Regions from separate parts of the Rattus norvegicus genome. Here region 1 is linked to region 2. A link is a contact called in public Hi-C data. All regions are on one chromosome and are shown on one strand. The core of a region is the stretch at or near the end of the contact, and the rest is flanking DNA. Distances in the headings are between cores, read along the strand shown.

What was found. A called contact is a pair of places that touch in the nucleus more often than the background predicts.
Region 1: a Hi-C map of Schwann cells shows a contact between it and region 2, with 2.3 times the contacts expected there. The contact joins the promoter of Epn2 here to the enhancer-like site in region 2. A contact is called at or near these places in 7 of 12 Hi-C or Micro-C datasets (the A7r5 cell line, Schwann cells, frontal cortex and 3 more) and 1 of 1 datasets of contacts at active chromatin or transcription factors (oligodendrocytes).

The regions. Positions count from the first base shown.
Region 1 is chr10:46,757,448-46,763,484 of GRCr8, forward strand. It overlaps Epn2 (epsin 2), which reads right to left and starts at 1,645. Exons shown (of 11, transcript NM_001305628.1): 1 at 1,526-1,645.
Region 2 is chr10:46,704,911-46,710,897 of GRCr8, forward strand. The region is part of intron 7 of Epn2 (epsin 2); the gene reads right to left. Among named protein-coding and RNA genes, the nearest start is that of B9d1, 22 kb to the left of the region's middle. Within about 2 kb of position 1,506, at least 47 of the 93 cell types and tissues checked have an H3K27ac peak or open chromatin away from gene starts, as enhancers often do. A contact at or near this core is called in the A7r5 cell line and Schwann cells, where this site is marked.

The DNA.
Region 1 (6,037 bases), core at 395-2,894, 53 kb after region 2:
GGCCTTTAATATCTCCACCCAGATGAGGGTGGATCTCGGTGCATTCAAGGCCAGACTGACAACCTAGTGAGACTCTGTCATAAAACATAACAAAAGCAAACATACAAATAAAAAATGAGACCTACAGGTGTTCCCCAACACAGTCATTAATCACGAACACCCTTCAGAAGCAAGCTGCAGTTCTTCCCATGCTCATTTAAATACAGACAAGAGCTTCATTACCAACAAGATATAGATGGAAGGCTTAATTACCAACGCAAAGCCGATCACTGTGGATCCAGTATCTACCGCTATCACTCTATCTCTAGAGTTACAAGACCACGAAGTTCCCGTTAAGTCTTCGTTATATTACATAATAATGGGGATGTCGATCCTAGAAATTCACCTTTTTCATTTCAACCCCATTTCAATCCCTTCTTCCACGGGTTATTTTCTTGAGTATGCAGAAGAATTCACACATCTTTCTCATCTTTCTTTACCCATTTTCTTGTATGAATGTTAAAAATAACAGGCAAGCGACTTGGGGAATCCTTAACGTTGAAGGAATCCTTAAGTGTCCCGGAGTTGGGGCTTCCAGCTGTGTCAGACACCCTATCCCTAGATGACCTTGGGCAAACTAACACATTTTTTGGGCCTTAGTTTCCCTAGTCAAAAATCACAAGAATGGCTAAATCCTATCCTTCCTGAAACAGACTTCAAATGCGTTCCCAAGGCAGCACTAAAGTGAAGAGGCCGCTGGGAAGGACTGAGGCCCCAGACCAAGGAACGAACTTGTACCGACCAACCTAAGGTTTCTAGGGAGCTCAGACGGTCTGCTCCCCCTGCAAAACCACTGGGCCAACTTCAGGTTGCAAACAAAAACCTGTTGGCCCGGACTCCTCTAGGAATGGCCTGCCTCTCCCAACGCGCTCGGCTCGCGCTCGGACGGAGCCGGCCCGCCGGCCCACAGGAGAGCGAGGGTCTCCCGGAAGAGGCCGACCCCACGCGCGGCTCGCCCACCCGGACTCGCCCAACAGGGCCGCCAGGTCTCTGCCATCCCACGCGGAACAAAAGGCAGCTGGAGCCTGGCTTCGCCGCCCCCGTCCCCGCTGTGCTGTGGAGTGGGGGCCGGGTAGGGGAATCCAGTCCCGGGGGCGAGAAAGACGTGGGTAAGGGAACCCCTTCCCCCGGTCCCCTGGGGAAGGCCGGCCGACTCGGACCCGGGTGAGCCGGGGGAAGAGCATGCTCTGGGGAGGGGCGGGGTTGTTCCAAACTGAAGGCTCGGGAGATGAGGTGTGAGGCGAAGACAGGAGCCGAGGCTGGGAGGCAAACGTCCTCTCTCAGCTCAGAGCGGGCTCAGGTGGGGCGGAGCCTGGCTGAGCAGTCCAGCCGGGTGGGGTCCGGCTGGCCGCACAGTGCACGCCCCGGCCAACGAGGGGGAAGCCGGTGCTCTAGGGGAGTCCACGCACTGGAAAGAAGGTCCGCGCCCCGCCCCGTCCCGACTCCCGAGACACCACCACATCAAGCCCCGCGAGTCCCGGCTCACCTCTGTTCCCGGCCAGCGCGAGTGCAAGGCTGCAGCCGCCGGCGACGCTGGAGAGGCGGGAGCGACCCGAGCCCGTGCAGCGTTTGACACCCACACGCCAGCCAACATGGCGGCCGAGAGGGGGCGCGCCGGCAGCGAGCGCGCGCGCGCAAGCCCCTCCCTCTGAGCTCTAAGGCTCCTCCCACACGCCCACTGGCTCCGCCCTTCTTAGCTCCTAGGCTCCGCCTCTAAACCGGTCCGCCCCTCCCACAGATGCCCCCAAGGCTGCCTCTAAATAGCTCCTGCTACTACGCAAACCTAAACAAATTTATGAAGCCATAACTCAGAGTCCTACACATTCCCCCCGACCTCTACAATTCCCCAGGGCATACATAACTACCTTAACCTTCAATCCATGCTCCTCCCTTAAATCCTCAAAGAACCCCGCCTAGCCTGCTCAGAACCATGGCCACTTAGTCTTTCTACTTGCACATGGAAAATGTGCAATGGAAGCTGAGACAGGAAGGAGGCCAGGTGCTGGACAGGGTTGATTTATTTAGCTACAAGTACGTTCACTTCGTGGAGATTAATTTTTATGCATATTTCAGATTTGTGTGCTTTGCCTGTGTGTGCATTTCCATAAAAATGTTGAGTCTAGAACTTGGCAGCCCAAGTGGTTGAACCCTCGGAATTTAGCAGCCCCAACTGCAAGCCTACAGTCTCACTCTTAGGTACCCAACAAAGCAATGTAGGGTCACATGCCAAACTATGGGGGGCACACAGAAACAGGCCAGAGATGAGAGCAGAGCCTATCAGGAAGACAAGCAGGGTCCTGACTCCCCTGAGGGAGGATCTCAGAAGGGTCAGAACTGAAGGCTAAACCCCAAAGCTGATAGCAGACAGCCCTCATAACAGGGCCTAGGACATGAATCAAGGCTCAAGAGGAAGGTACAAGGTACCATTTCAGTTGTTTGAATATGCTTGGCCCAGGGAGTGGCACTATTAGGAGACTTGGCCTTGTTGGGGGTGGGGGTGGCCTTGGAGAAAGTGTGTCACTGTGGGAGTGGACTTTGAGACACATCTCCCAGCTGCCTTGAAGCCAGTCTTCTGTTGGCCTTCAATTTAAGAAGTAAAACTCTCAGCTTCTTGAGCATTATGCCTGCCTGGACTGTGCCCTGCTTCCTGCCATGATGATAATAGACTGAACCTCTGAACCTGTAAGCCAGCTCCAACTAAATGTTGTTCTTATAAGAGTTGCCTTGGTGGGTTGGGGATTTAGCTCAGTGGTAGAGCGCTTGCCTAGCAAGCGCAAGGCCCTGGGCTCAGTCCCCAGCTCCGAAAAAAAAAAAAAAGAAAAAAGAAAAAAAAAGAGTTGCCTTGGTCATGGTATCTCTTCACAGCGATGCAAACTCTAAGACAACTTCTATTACCAATCTGCTCCCCAAATTTTCATCCTGCCTTTGCTCACTGAAGGAGAGTTTGCAGGTCATTGTACTTCTCAGAACCACACATACATTTTTCCTATAAAGAACTCACAAATTCACGTTTTAAAAAAAGTCACATGGGTCTCAAAAGCAGGGAATGTAGAATCCTTTTCTCTGCCCACCATATAATAAAGCTGGAAGCCACCCCTAACACATTTGCAAGCTCACGTGGTCACTTTTCTTTTGAAAGTCTAACTTGAGAACATTCTGGATGCTGGAAGCCCTGACCCATAATTTACTGCTACAGTGGGTGCCTGGATTAATAAATGAAATCACACATTATGTACCTACTTTGCTGTGAGAACTATAGTTCCATTTGAACTGGCCCATCTGGTGGGGAAAATGTGTCTGTGATTTATCCCCACCTTATCACAAATTAACAGCCAACTCGCCTGTAACAAAAGACCAGTTAAAGAAAGTGGGCAAAAGGGGTTGGGGATTTAGCTCAGTGGTAGAGCGCTTGCCTACGAAGCGCAAGGCCCTGGGTTCGGTCCCCAGCTCAAAAAAAAGAACAAAAAAAAAAAAAAAAGAAAAGAAAGAAAGAAAGAAAGAAAGTGGGCAAAATACAGCTGATTTGATGAAGGATGTGATTAGACCGAACAGGGTGGCGCTACAATAAGAGAAGAGACCAGAGAGGTTTGCCTGTTCTGAATCTTAACTTCCCTTTATGGTATGTCTTTCTAGATGCAAGCAGAACCCATTCTGATTGCAAGGTCTGGTGACTGAAGGCTAACTGAGAGACCTTCTCCATGGCCAAAACAGAAAGATTGTCTGGGGATTATGGCTGGCTTTGGTGGAGAGGAATTCTAGTTCCTATGGCTTGCCTTGAGGGCTGAAATGCTGTAGGATATAGAAAGGCAGGAAAGGGTCACAAAGAGACTTTGCCGGCAACACATTTCTTATTAACGTCTTTCAGTTCAAAGGACTCTGCATGTCAAATGACACAGTTTGGGATGTCACTTCTGAGCCCTAATGACCTCATTATGGAGAATGGAGTTTAGAGAAGAGAACTGTCTTTAAATGATGAGGCCCTGCCCCATTTACAACTCCAGACTGACAGTGACAGCAGCCTGGCAAGGGTGAAGACAGCTCCATGCTCTGAACAGCCTGGAAGATTCTCCTCAGAGGCTTCCACTGAGGTGAAGCCGAGACACACGAGAAAGGGCAAGTTCGGAGAACAAAGGGGAAGAGAGGAGCCCCTCACTCTAGAGTTTGAATGAAATCTTTTGCCAGCTAAGAACCAAGAGTTCCACCACAATTAAGAATAATTAATACTATTTCCTGCGAAGGTTCACAACATAAAGTATTCATTTTTATAAAGAAACATTTTCGGGGTTGGGGATTTAGCTCAGCTGGGTTCGGTTCCCAGCTCCGAAAAAAAGAAACATTTTCAAATACAAGTGTCAAATGAGGTTGGGAGTGGTGGTGCACACCTTTAATTCCAGCACTTTTCAAGCAGAAGCAAATGGACCTCTGTGAGTTTGAGGTCAGCCTGGTCTGTGTAGTGAGTTCCAGGTCACCAAGGTTATATCATGAGAAAGAAAAAGAGAGAAGACTTAGAGAATGTTAATGTAATAATAAACCAGGCTTTATCCCTGAGTGAATATGACCTGAGTCAGGGCTTATACTTCTCCCAAACTTTGTTTACAATGAAGATAACTTCCTCCTCACTTCCTGCCTCCCAGGGATCTATTACCTTAGCAACTGCAACCCTATCTGATATTCCTCAGAAACCCTCCTAGGATTTCATTCAAATTCTTTAGCAACTTTTGAAGGCAAATAGTTTCAAAACAGTCCACAAGGGTACATAAGGCTATGTAAAGCTTTTGCAAAGTCCCAGCACTCAGGAGGCAGAGCCAGGGGGAAGTCTGAGTACAAGGCTAGCCTGGTCTACAGAATGAGTCCCAGGGCAGCCAAGGATACACAGAGAAACCCTGTCTATTTAAAAAAAAAAAGACAATGAATTCCTCACATCTTAGCTCTCAGGTATGTCTTAGTTTCTTCCAAAGAGTCTTTTTTTTTTCTTTTGACCTCATGCTTAAATTAAAATCTATATTAAAATCTCTTTTAGGGGGTGAGAAGATGGATTAGTAGTTAATAGTGCATACTGTTCTTACAGAGGACCTGAATTAAATTCCCAACACCCACATCAGACACTAACAACCACTCCAGCTCCAGAGGATCCAATATCTCTGGCATACAAAGACACATAACTAAAAATAAATCTTTTAAAAGTCTCTTCCAATAAACTCTAACTCTGCTTCACACTGGCTTGTCCAAGTTTTGTTTTGTTTTGCTTGCTTGCGTGCGTGCTTGTTTGTTTGTTAGTTTGTTTTGGAGAAAGGGCCACACTACGTAGCTCTGGTCATCTCAGATCTCACCTTGTAGACTAGACTGGCATTGAACTCACAGAGATCCTCCTGGAATTAAGAATGCTCCACCACGGTTGGGGATTTAGCTCAGTGGTAGAGCGCTTGCCTAGGAAGCGCAAGGCCCTGGGTTCGGTCCCCAGCTCCGGGAAAAAAAAAAAAAAAAAGAATGTTCCACCACACCCAGCCAAGGGAAGGGTCTGGCTTATCTGAGTCAAGGTCCTCAAATATTAAGGGAATGTCTCCAATTGCTGTAGGTGACAGAACAGAATGTCACCTCCATCACTGCTAACTCTGGACCCAGGATTTTTCACAGCAGAAAATAATTTGAGGGTGAGCCAGTGTGAAGCAGAGTTGGAGTTCATTAAGAAGCGGCTCATTTTGTCTTGTTTTGTCTTGAGACAGGTGCTCATTATAAAGTCCTGGCTGGTGGGAACTCTCTATTGTTAGGTGTCAGAAACGTGGGACCTGAGGCTGAGGTGCACATTAACATATCAAAGCGGATGCTGGCCAACTCTGCCAGCATCACTCAGTACCTGTGGTTCCTCCCAGTTCTTTATCTCCCTGCCCCCTATCCCAAACCTGTCCTTCCCAGGGCTGGTCTTCCACTTAGCTCCTGATTCCCTAAGCCTGATTTCTACATAACTGGGCCATTTTGGCTACTGCTCTCGCTCCCCTCC
Region 2 (5,987 bases), core at 256-2,755:
TTAAAAACTTTCCTGATTTATATTTCTTTCCAATAAATCAATATTCCTAAGTGGCCTTGACCTAAAATAGTTGAACCCATACTGTCTAACTTGGTGTCAAGTTTACCTCAGTCTCCAGAAAACAGCAGGAAGTTCTTATTTTGTGTTCTTTAAAGGGAATTTAGATGTTCTGAATGCTAACAGAATTTACCTATAAACTCTGTGTGGACTTAGAAAGAAAGCATTATCTCTCCTTGTATTTTCTTCCTTCATGTGACTCAGGGTAGAACTCCATAGCCCTTTAGTTCTTTTTTGTTGTTTTGTATTTCAAGACAGGGTTTCTCTGTGTAGCCCTGGCTGCTCTGGAACTCACTCTGTAGACCAGGCTGCCCTAGAACTTAAAAGAGATCCGCCTGTCTCAGCCTCCCAAGTGCTGGAATCAAAAGTATGCACTGTGCCCCCCCCCCAGCTTTAACAATGTTTTAGAATCAACAAAAAGATAATTAATTATTAAATATGCATTTAAAAACTATAGTCAAATCTAGTGTGAAAAATATTTCTGCCTCTATTGTTAGTATTACTGTTTATACTGTAAATAATAATAAAGTGCTGTGATTAAAGAAATGCCGCCGCCACCTGGTGCCTTCAAATATGCTTCCGCAATTATCCTCTGAACAAAAGAGGATTTTCTAGGACTGCTGCCTAGGTAGAGACTATGATTTCCTGCAAACACACAGAAGTTGCTACCACTGTCCTCAACACTGGCACTATCCGGTTCCTTCCCTGGACACAGTCTTTCTTTGCTCACACAATACTGGAATAAGCTGCCTGAGTATTCTTCAGCTTCCTGAATAGTAACGTTTATAATGTTCTTCTGGCTCATTATCTCCTTCTAAATGAACTCTTCAGAAACCCCAAAAGTCATTGAGCTAGAAGAGATAGCCACACAGCTTCCATGCTTAGCCTGGCCACTGACTCCCTATGCTCCTTGAACACACCAAAGAAACTCTGCCTTCTGTCACAAGCCCCACTGAACCTGTTTCTTGCCCTGGTCACTCTGGAATCCTCCACTTACCATTCATCTAACCAGGGGTCTTTTCCTGATTGAATTCCCTATGGTAGAAGAGTGAATAATTCTAGCCCCAATTCTAGCCATGGAGGAACACCCGACAAGACTGGGATGTATCAGGACTCAGAGAACAGGGACTTGTCAGTCTTAGAAGCTAAGGACTGTTCTCTGAGATCTGAAAAAGAACTCCATTCCCCTGGACAGCTCCTGTGAAGTAGGACACTCCATGGGTGTTAAAGATGCCCCCATCATTAGTCTTTCAAGCACACAACTTTATGCCCACAGGGCTCTAAAATGCCAAAGGACCTACTTGGGTCCTACTCAGATACTGCAGTCACTATCCCCATACCCATGTGACTTCTGGTCTGACAAGGCTACTGGCTAGTATAGTGCAGCATGAGGGGGAATAAATGCAGCCTTCACTTCTCCCTAGGCTTGTTGCAGTGACACACCCAAGAGCTGTGAGCTAGCTAGATGAAGCAAGAAGCAAATCAAGAGGCACTCTCAAATCGCACTTTTCCTGTTCTCATGTCCTGCCAACTCCTACTTGGCCTTTCTGTCTCTAATGTTGCCAGAATTATTAGGTTTCTAAACCTTCCAGAAACAACTATCTCCCTGAGAACTACCACTAACCTTCTACCCCAAGCCTTCTAGTTTCCCTATGGGCCTGGAACTATGCTTCCAGATCCTCTACTAGCTGTGGGATGCTTTGCCAGGACTGTGACCCTGGCCTCAGTTGGATTCACACTACAGTACAGGAATGGTGCCTCATCAGGCATGGCTCTGTCCCAACTGGAGAGAGTATTATGGTAAAAATTCTTTGCCAGGGAGAAGGCTGGGCAAGAAGCCAGAATAGCTGTGGTATGATGACACAGAGATCCCAGGACCAATGCCATATGGGAGTCCTAGGGACTCAGCATGCCTTCCTGCTCTCCCCACTACTCACTGATGCCTTACAGGCTCATATAACAAACATTCCACTGCAAGGCCCACTGTTCTCTCAGCTAGATGTACTTGAGGGACACAGGCTGGGGAGACCTCACTGTCCTGTGGTCCCTGGCAACACCGAGCATCAGTGCCTTTCAGAAGACTGTTGCGGTCTTTCTTCTTGCCCCCATAAGGAGGCACATCCTACCATATCCAGCCCCTACTGCCCTTTTTTAAATGAAAACCTTAATGCTCCATGGGAGAGTTTTCCCCTCACCCACTCCCACAGTTTAAGGGAGTCAGATATTGCCTTGACAACCAGGGAGAATACTCATGGCTAAAATAAATCTCAACTCCCAAAAGTCATATATGATCTACAGAGTGAGCTTCCCTACTCCCTAGGCCTTGGGGACAGAACATGCAGTTAGCCTTCCAGGGAGCCACCAGGCATGTAAGAGAGCACTGTCTCAGACAATACAGCACAATTCCCACCCTGCAGGGCTCTCATACAGTGACCTCGATTCTAAGTGCCTGTGCTCTCTCTCCACAGGTGCTCCTTTTACTCTATACCATGCTGGCATCAGGACTGGAGGGAACAAAGAAATCTAGAGCTACAGGTACAGACATGAAGAGCCACTCTCATGGCCACACTCAAGAGTCTACACAGGAAGTACCTCAAGGGCTTAAGACTCAGTGGGATACTAGGGACAAAGGGTGTGGGACCATGGTTGTCCTTAGAAAACCCCTGGAGACTTTAGTAAAATATTACACTGTCTCCCTAAGCACACAGATTCTGGGAAGACCTAATAAAGATATTTAGTGGGTCTATTATGAGGTAAATAGGAAGCCAGAATGCATGCAAATCTAAGCTCCTAATGCAATCAAGAGCCCTGCACACAAGCCCCTCTAATGCAAGAGCCACCTACTCAAACACATAATAACCTAGGCTTCCTGCATAGTTGTCTTATTCTACCCTATCAATTTGGTTAGCATTCCTTCAGCCAAGCCCTGGGATGGTCCCTGCCTCTAAGAAGAAACAAGCCATTGTACCAACCTGAAGACAACAGGAAGCCAAGAGCAAGAACAAAGGGTAAGGGGGGATTCTGAGAATAAGATGACCACACCTCCACATATAGACACCCAACCCATGTCTTTAAGAAGAGTGGAGCTGGAGAGATAACTCAGTGTCTCGGGTACTTGACTCTCTTCCAGAGGACAGAATTTGGTTCCCAGAACCCACAGCAGGTGGCTCACAACCTATACTTCCAGCTCCAGGGAATCCAATGCCTTCTTCTGGCTTCCGCAGGCACCCCTACACTTGTGGCATACACAAACAAATAAAAATGAAATCTTTATAGAAGTTTCTCATGCAGAATAAGACAATACAAAGATTTGGAGGAGGATGAGAGGACAGGCTGCCTACACCTCACAGTCCAAGTCCTAGAGCTTACCCCAGCTACCCACCACCAGTCTGCACACCTGCAACACTCCTCCTAAGCCAGCAGCACGCAGAGCCAGTGGGAACAAAGTAGTCAAACTCAGAGCTCTGAACAGAGAATGAAATGCAGGCACAGCTCAAACCCTTGCCCATCTCAAATGACACAGATCATCAGGGTCAAACAGTTAAACCCAGGGCTGGGGATTTGGCTCAGTGGCAGAGCGCTTGCCTAGGAAGCGCAAGGCCCTGGGTTTGGTCCCCAGCTCCGAAAAAACGAACCAAAAAAAAAAAAAAAAAAAAAAAAAAGAAAACCAGTTAAACCCAAATGAGCTGTCAGGTTTCCATTCTACAAGTAATGCTGGGGTCCAAGGTGTGTGTAACAAGGACTCTGAAAGCTGATGGGCTGAATTTAGTGAAAGATAAAAAGAACACCATAGACACAAGTCGGTAGTCCTGTAGCCAGTAGAGTTTGTGAAGAGAGTGCCCTTACCCCTAACTCCACAGGAAAGTAGCAGGCACAGGAGAGAAAGGGCAATGAGGCCATTACAAGGCTCTTCTATACCTTCAGGGTCTGGCATCACTAGGTCCTGCCGTGTCACACACCCAGTAAATAAAGGCTTATTTAAAGCTCAAATGAGTAGAAGGGAGAATGGAACTAAGTTCAGAGAGACAGCAGCTTCCGCCTCCTCTGTAGGTCCATTCACATAGAGCCCAGAGGATGAATGAATATTCATGAGCATAGCACAGCCGCAGTCACAGTCCATACTGGGGTCAGCAAGAAGCCAGAGCACACCTGCTACCGCCAGGCGGAACTTACGCTCAGTCCTGGCCTTGGCTCTGGTAGGTGGGTAGACAGTAAGGGGGACAAACCAGCCAAGGCCTTCTGAATTACGAGGCTGTGAGGCCTCTTCAGACCAGGTGGCAGCTTTGTGTATGTAGAACAGAGGAGGAAGTGCCCCGCTGACCTGGCAGGCTCCAGCTTCCCTCCTCTGGGCTCTTAGCATTTCCTCCAAGGCCACTTGGCTCAGCAGTGCCCAGTGCTGTTTGGAAAGAACTGGTGACAACGGGCCCACTACAAATGGGGGCTTTCAGAAAAGCCTTCCTTTCATGCAGAAAGCAGCTCTGTGCTGTGGGAAGAGGCTTTAATAATTATGAGTATCCTGGGACTGAGGAGCGGCTCTTACACTTGGGTTTTAGCAGAGGCTGCGCAGTAAGCCCATATCACGTCTGCTCTGGAGCCTCAACGCTGCAAGAAGTAAAGCACCTGCCCGGGTCAGGGGGCTGGGCACGGCCCCGAGAACACAGTGACTCTGGCATCACTTTTCAATAGCACATCCCAGACAGGACAGCTGCTGAAGAGCTAGTGGCCCAGTCACACAGTGCCAACCAACACCACACGAATGAGTACCATGATTTCCAATGATACTTGGGCACATTTCACAGCACAGCAGAAGCTGGGAAATGTACGTGTGTCTGGGTGTAACTATACACAATGTGACCTCAATTAGGTTGCACAAAGTAAGGGGGAAGTGGACAGTTTAGATTTTACCAACAGCTGTCTCCATGCTGGAAGGAGATACTAACGTAGCAGAAAGCACAACTTTCCAGCAATCCAAGATGTACTACCACAACCCCTGTCTCTGAGCAGGGCATGGGGGTGTTTCTGGGCTTTGGTGATCTGTGTAGTCCTCCAGTCACCAGTAAAAATGTCAGGTGTGTGAGAGCCAAGAGTGGGCAAGTCCACAGAGAAAAGCCACAGGGATCTGCCTCAGAGAGCTATCCAGGAACAACACCCATGTTCAGAAAAGTTTTAATCCTCACTACCATGTAAAAATAGATATTGATCATTTGGATTTTAGCTCAATCTTCTCTTTTGAAAGTTAGACTCATAATGGCCAGAAACTAAACACAATGCAAATGTGCAACAGGAGAGTGTGTGTGTGAGGTACCACATCCACAGGGGAGATTTCTGGTCAGGAAAAGACTAAATTGCAGATAGACTTCCAACAAATGAAGGCCACAGTAATGTGACTTTGTTAATATAATGCACACAACAAACAAGTCTTTAGGAATCAAGGCATAATAGCAGGTTGGTGGCTAGAAGTTAAGTAGGGGTTCTTTCTGGAGTTATGGAAATAAATTCAATTCTACCTAGTAGCAATAGTTATATAGTTCTGTGAATGTGTGGGTTTTGTTTTGTTTTGTTAAATACTCTAGCTTAAAAAAGTCTGAATGGTAAATTTCCTCTCCATTTGAAGATCAAGGAAAGGACATATCCCAACAGAGCTCTTGGCCCCTGTCCCCACAGCAGCCTGTTTCCTACCCAAGCTTCCTGGCACAGCCTCTATATGTGACCCTGATCCCACTCACTAGGAATTCTCTATAGCTGGACCTGGATAATGGTCATTTAATAAAAATAACTATAGCTGTGTTAAGATCTGGGAGAAGGGAATGTCAAAGCCAATACTAGAAAATCTATCCCTAGGGGTTGGGGATTTGGCTCAGTGGTAAAGCGCTTGCCTAGCAAGCGCAAGGCCCTGGGTTCGATCCCCAGCTCCGAAAAAAAAGAATAGG